2 separate regions of the Zea mays genome follow, and region 2 is linked to region 1. Evidence: chromatin contacts called from public Hi-C data. All regions are on one chromosome and are shown on one strand. Each heading gives the region's core, a stretch centred on a gene start, on an enhancer-like site or on the middle of the called end of the contact. The rest is flanking DNA. Distances are from core to core; before and after follow the strand shown. Region 1 holds the start of LOC100216785 (Galactosyltransferase family protein). Region 2 holds the start of LOC100381661.

Region 1 (2,993 bases), core at 226-2,725:
CCAACAATTTATATCATAACTCTCGAAACTCTATGGAGTTGGCAACTCTAGATTCAGTATGTTTGAAAGACTTTAGCCACCCCCTTAGAATTTTGATTTTGAGTTATACCAAACACCCACTAACAAACTCTAGCTTGAAATACAAAACACGGTAAAAAAACAAGTGGAAAGATGTAGTTTGTGAGAAGAACACAGATCAAATTTAAAAACATATTTGTTTTTGTGTATACATCATAAATTCTCCCTCAAAATTAAGCAACGCATACATGCATGCATCCGATGGATCGATCCCTACTACTACGGTAGTAGATAGGAGAGGTAGGTTGCTAGTCGATCTTGTAGAACTTGGACGGCTGGAGCCCTGCCGTGAAGTTGAAGTACTTGAGCGCCTCTGCCCACCTCGGGTTGCTCTTGAGCCTGTGCACGCCGATGGTGGTGGGCATGAACTCGTGCTCGCACTGGTCCACGGGCACCGGGTTGAGGTAGTCGTGGATGGCCGGCTTGGCGTTGAAGCGGTTCTTCCCCTTGCCCCCGATCCTGAGCCAGAGGCCGGTGAGCATGTCCTCCGTGCCCACGCTGTGGTTGCGCGCCACGTCGGAGGTGGCGATCCACTGCACGAGGTCCCACGACAGCGCGTAGGCCATGCCGGCCATGTACTCCCGGAACGGGTCCATGCTATCGCAGGGGATGGTGGCGCCGTAGTACATGTCCTCCCGGGGCATCCCGCCCAGCGACCCCACCAGCTGCGGCAGGCGGAGGAAGATGTCGTCGTCGGCCTTCATCACGTAGTCGTACGGCTCGTCGGCGTAGAGCGCCGCCACCGCCGACAGGAACGTGTACGTCTTCCCGCCGTTGAGGTTCTCCTCGCAGCCGTCGAGCACGATGACGTCGCCGTGGGCGAGGATCTCGAGCGGCACCAGCACGCGCTGGTCGTCCTTGTACAGCCGGCAGAAGACGAAGCGGACGTCCACGTGCGCCGCGAGCCCACCCGGCGACGCGAGCTGCAGCCCGTACACCATGCGCAGCAGGTGCCGCCGCTCGTACAGGTCCGCGCGGGTCAGCACGCCGATGAGCAGCCGGAACTCGGGCTTCCGGACCGCCGCCGGCTCCGCGGCTGCCGGGCCGCACGCGCTCAGCATCGCCTGCAGCTCGAACTCCTTGGGATACACGAAGAGGAAGATGAAGGCCAGGAGCAGGAGCGGCAGGAGGACCAGCGCCTTGCTGGAGGCTGACAGCCTGGGGAGGCCGCCTCCACCGCCGCCGTGCCTCTGCTTCGTGCCGACCTGCTGGAGCGCGTCTTTGCCGTTGCCCATGAACGACTTGAGCAAATTCTTCTTCTTCGGCGGCGGCGGTGGCATATCGAATTGCAGGCAATGAGGCAGATAAAAAAGCGCACACACAGTCGTCGTCGCCTGATATGACGGTAGGCTGCTATACTGACATGGAAGGCAGCTGAAGGGGAAGCAGAGTCGGTTCTTTTTGCCGGTGGTGAGAACTGGGAAGCTTAGCCAGCACGGAAATGGCGACGCCTTTATTGCCTAGAGGTTGGCGAGGGTGAGGCGCGGAGTCCGTGCGTGGGAATGGAGAGGTAGGCGCGGCATGCGAGGTCTCGTCTCGGGCGAACGTAACGTAGCCCGGTGGGGTCAATGACGACGTTTGCATGCAGATGCAGTGAGCGAGATGCGTGGCTCGATTTGTCAACACTCACCTTGCGTGAAGAACAAATTAACGAACGAATTGGGGACGTACTTCCGGGGATTTGGAACTTCGCGTGCCATCTCTGGCTGCGATAATCGCAACGCCCCATGCGGAGGCCAAAGCAGTGCCATGTGGTACGCAACGTCAACGGATGGCTGGGGCGTTGGGCTAGCACATAGCAGCTGGCCTGTGTGGGAGCTGATCACGTAAAATAAGAGATTTATATGTTAAATTATATTGTTTATAGGTGATTTGTACGCAGTAGCGGGCCTAGGATTTTGTTAAGGATATGCCATAATAATTTTTTACACTATTTATAATAACTCATGTATAATTTAGTATTCTATTGGTTGGTTGGCTTATAAATGGACCTATATGTATACTAAGTATGTGCTCGTTAGGGCTGGAAAATTAGCTCGAGGCTCGCGAGCCGGCTCGAGCTCGGAGCGGCTCGGCTCGGCTCGGAGCGGCTCGCGAGCCTCGAACGAGCCGAGCCTCTTCTTCAAGCTCGTTTTTGTAGCGAGCCGAGCTGAGCCAGCTCGCGAGCCTTGAAAAAATGATGAATTTATGGAATAATAATGCATATTAGATAATTTTATGGATAATAGCTCATTTTTTAGTCTTTGATGATGAATATATAATGTTAATTCACCAAATAATGCAACGATAAGTACCAGAATATGGCTCGCGAGCCGAGCCGAGCCGGCTCGCGAGCCAAGGTCGAGCCGAGCCGAGCCGAGCTCGTTCAGTCACCGAGCCACGAGAGTAAAAAAATAGTATGAAATATATATACGGAACGACAAATATCACTATGATATGAAAAACTCGTGTTACAGTTAATATTATATTGACGATATAAATATATAATATTATTATAAATATGCCGACCCAAATAGATTAAATTGATGTCAAACAAACATTAACAATATCGTATAAATTGTTTCTAAAGAGTCATTATAGAATTTTTAATGATATGTTAATATGTCGACCATCATATATTAATCTAATCTTAGGTCTCTCTTGTATTGTATGTTTTTGCAGTCATGACATATAGAAATACTGTGATAATTTGATGTTATATAGCAAAAAAAAAATGTACATTTCCAAGCTTAATATCTTTCAATGTTACTTATCCAATCCCACGGTGTACGATAGGCAAAGCAATATCTAGCTGCGTCCGATCGATCAGTCACACGGTGTACAAAGGTCCCTTGGTCAAGTGTAAAGAAAGAACACCGATAAAACGCCGTCGAACTACTCCGGACGGGAAGCACCTCCAATCCCCTCGCCCCCAC
Region 2 (3,085 bases), core at 107-2,606, 720 kb after region 1:
GTTATCATGACGGTCATCGCTCCAGGCAAAATGCGAAACCGTTTGAAAGGAATATTCGGACCAAGGTCCGATCTACCACGGCCACAGCCACGGCCACGGCCACGGCCACGGGGCCACGGCCCGGCCGGCGGCGGCGGCGCGCGCACGCGCGTGTGGCAGTCCTTCATCCTTTTCTCAACTTCTCAATAGATGCACCAATGGTCCACCTATTTAAGTTGATTGATTTGTCCTTTGAACTTCCAATATGGTACTAAATAATTAGTACACCATAGCATTAAAGTGGGCCATTAGCATTGACTATTATTGAATATTAATTTGGGCCAAGCCCACATTAATCCAACACCAAAGCTACTCACTCACTCAACCAACCACGGACAGTGGCAAGGGCAAGGTCACCGCCATTGTGCTGGTGCTTGTGCACTGATGGCGTGACATCGAACGAAGGAAGCAGAGGGTGAGATTCAGAGAAGGAAAAAGGGGTACTGGCTCAATCTGGGGGTAGGGATTGGGATGGCGGCGGTGTACCTTGAAGAAGATGTTGATGCATAGACCTCAACAAGAATTCCCCCATGCCCTCCGGCCTCCGTGCATCCTCTGGGTTGCGGGTTGCGGAGCCTCCCTGCGCGACGGTGGGTTGCAGCCGCGACATCCAGGCGTCCGTTCCGACGAGCCTCGAGGCGGGGAGCAGCGTATGCGGGTGGGATCGGACGACGGCGGCATAATCGGGGTAGGGGCAGGGGGGCGGAGTTCGTGGCCAGCCAGAACCGGGGGAGGGGAGGCCGGGGGCGACGGTTTCGGGGCGCGATCTAGGAGCGGCACCGTTGTGTGGGATCAGGGAACGAGACTGAAATGTAGGATCGTACGACTGAGATTATAGAATGGTAGACTGGATGGTTGAGATCGCAAAATGGCAGAACGACAGGCTACCCTTACCGCCTTAATAAGTAGTAGAGATGTATATCTCTCATGCAATTATTGCGATTTTTTGCATCCAAAGGTCGAAATAGAAATTTTCTGCATTTTGAAATTATATAGGATTTTAAGTTATATACAAATCTAATCATGCATTTTTTATTTTTGTGTTGTGAGAATAATACATTTAAAAGTGGCCTGAAAGTTGAAATATAATAATGTGACTTTCAGAGATGCTCTTGATCTGACACACACTGACAGCCGTCCAGATCAGACCCATTTTATCCCTCGACCCCGCCTCGAAAGAAATCCATACCGGCCCACTCAGCCCGCGCAGCCCATCCTCCAACCTGTTCCATTCATCTGTAACGGATCAAAGCCCACTTGTCCTTGTCCCTTCTCCCCTCCGGCCTCAGCTTCCCTTCCCCGTCGTCTATCCGCGTCAGTTTCGACTTTCGATTCCCCTCGCCCTCGCCGACGGCCAGACGCCGAACGTCTCGCCCTCTCCCGACGCTCCCCGCCTCCCCCTTGATCCGCCGAGCGCGGCGGCCGCCGCCGCCGCCGAACCCGATCTCCCCCCCTCCCGCGTGACAGGCACGGCCTCCCCTCGGTAAGGATGCCCCGTGCCCATGGTTTGCCCTAATTTCCCGACACGTACCCCGCGATCCCGCTCCCATACGACTTCCCTGCCGCCTTTTTGCGTCCTTCGATCCTTTTCTACGTGTGTTTCTTTTCGTTCATCCAGCGATTGCCGATGTGGAGTGGGATCGTGTTATATGTTCGCTGGAATTTTTCTTTGTTTTCCTGTGTTAGGTCGCGGAGATTTGTGTGCTCGTACCTGCGAAGAATTGATCGTGTGGGATTATATTCTACGGTTCGGTAGTTTCAGCGTCAGCTCTCATATGAAATGTTGCTGCTGTCGTGCTTTGCGCTGATCAGGTTATTCTGGAATGCACTAGTCTAACCAAATAACCCAGTGGTTTATCACACAGATAACCCTTCTACATGTTTAGCGGTGTTTAGAAGAATAGGCATGTTTCCATATTGTGCTGGCACATGGTCTGTTTCCTATTGTAAGGTTGGCCTGACTAATCTCTTAGTATTTAAAATTTCTGCAGTAATTGTGAGAATTGTAGCTACTTAATTTTCGAACGGTTGCCTTCTAGCTTAATATTTCCTGTCGTTTTTAAGTGACCCTTTTATATATTTTTATGAATTTTCTTTTTGCTGATGTGGCTTGATGGTTCTCATCTCTAGCTCTCCCCAACTTGCTTGAGACTAAACAGATTTGTTGTTGTCATGTCATTTGAACTGAATGACAGATATGTAACAACCAACTGATCTATGGATTAACTTGAATATAATGTCTGCCTTTCATTTTCATTGCTGCACTTGTTATATGTTGTTCAAATCGTTTTAATAAAAGGTACTTTTCTTTTTCAAAGGATTCCCTTACTGTACCGACTACTTATAAATGTATCCTTTTTTTCTGTTTCAGGTTGGAAGGGTTTGCTGTATCATGCATTTTTTGTGGATAATCTTCATTTTCTCTTGAGTCACCGATTCTTTTGTTGTCTTCAAAATGTCGGGCTTGCTGAACGTATGTACTTGCACAAGTATACTTGCCATTGGGTTTTCTTGCCACCATTATGTATTCATGTTGAAAGGCAGGCCTGGTGTAGTGGTGAGAGCTGTATCACTGAGTCACTAGGTCATGTGTTTGAAGCAGCCTCCGCATTTGTGGGGGAAGGATTGCTTCGATTTACCCCTTTTTCAGACCCCACTCATGCGGGACCCTCCAGCACTTGGTCTGCCCATTATGTATTTATATTCTTTCCATTTGTTTACCACATTGGGTCTAGAATGGATGTTTTTCTTTGGTGAAAGATAAATTTCTACAACTTTAGTCGTCAGCAGACAAATCTTTTTAGAGATTTCATGCAAGAGTTATATGAATGGAATCATCATCAAAACTACATTGCCAGTTGTCACAACAATATTTGTAATGTTCGATATATGTTACTTATATTAGGTGAAGTCAAATTTGGGCACTGTTAGACAGCCATATTTTTAATGTTTGATATACTCCCTATGTCTTTTTGCCTGTTATGGCATTGTACTGTGGTCCACTTCGGACCTTTCTCTCTTTCAATATAATGATGCACAGTTCTCC

The links. A called contact is a pair of places that touch in the nucleus more often than the background predicts.
Region 2: a Hi-C map of leaf shows a contact between it and region 1, with 2.1 times the contacts expected there. The contact joins the promoter of LOC100381661 here to the promoter of LOC100216785 in region 1. A contact is called at or near these places in 3 of 25 Hi-C or Micro-C datasets (ear and leaf).

What each region holds. Positions count from the first base shown.
Region 1 is chr4:180,797,493-180,800,485 of Zm-B73-REFERENCE-NAM-5.0, forward strand. LOC100216785 (Galactosyltransferase family protein) reads right to left here and starts at 1,476. Exons shown (of 1, transcript NM_001143184.1): 1 at 223-1,476. The coding sequence starts at 1,358. The coding sequence ends at 327. It overlaps LOC100272769, which reads left to right and starts at 2,909. Exons shown (of 10, transcript NM_001147222.1): 1 at 2,909-2,993.
Region 2 is chr4:181,520,365-181,523,449 of Zm-B73-REFERENCE-NAM-5.0, forward strand. It overlaps LOC100381661, which reads left to right and starts at 1,357. Exons shown (of 15, transcript NM_001318231.1): 1 at 1,357-1,522; 2 at 2,411-2,512. The coding sequence starts at 2,495.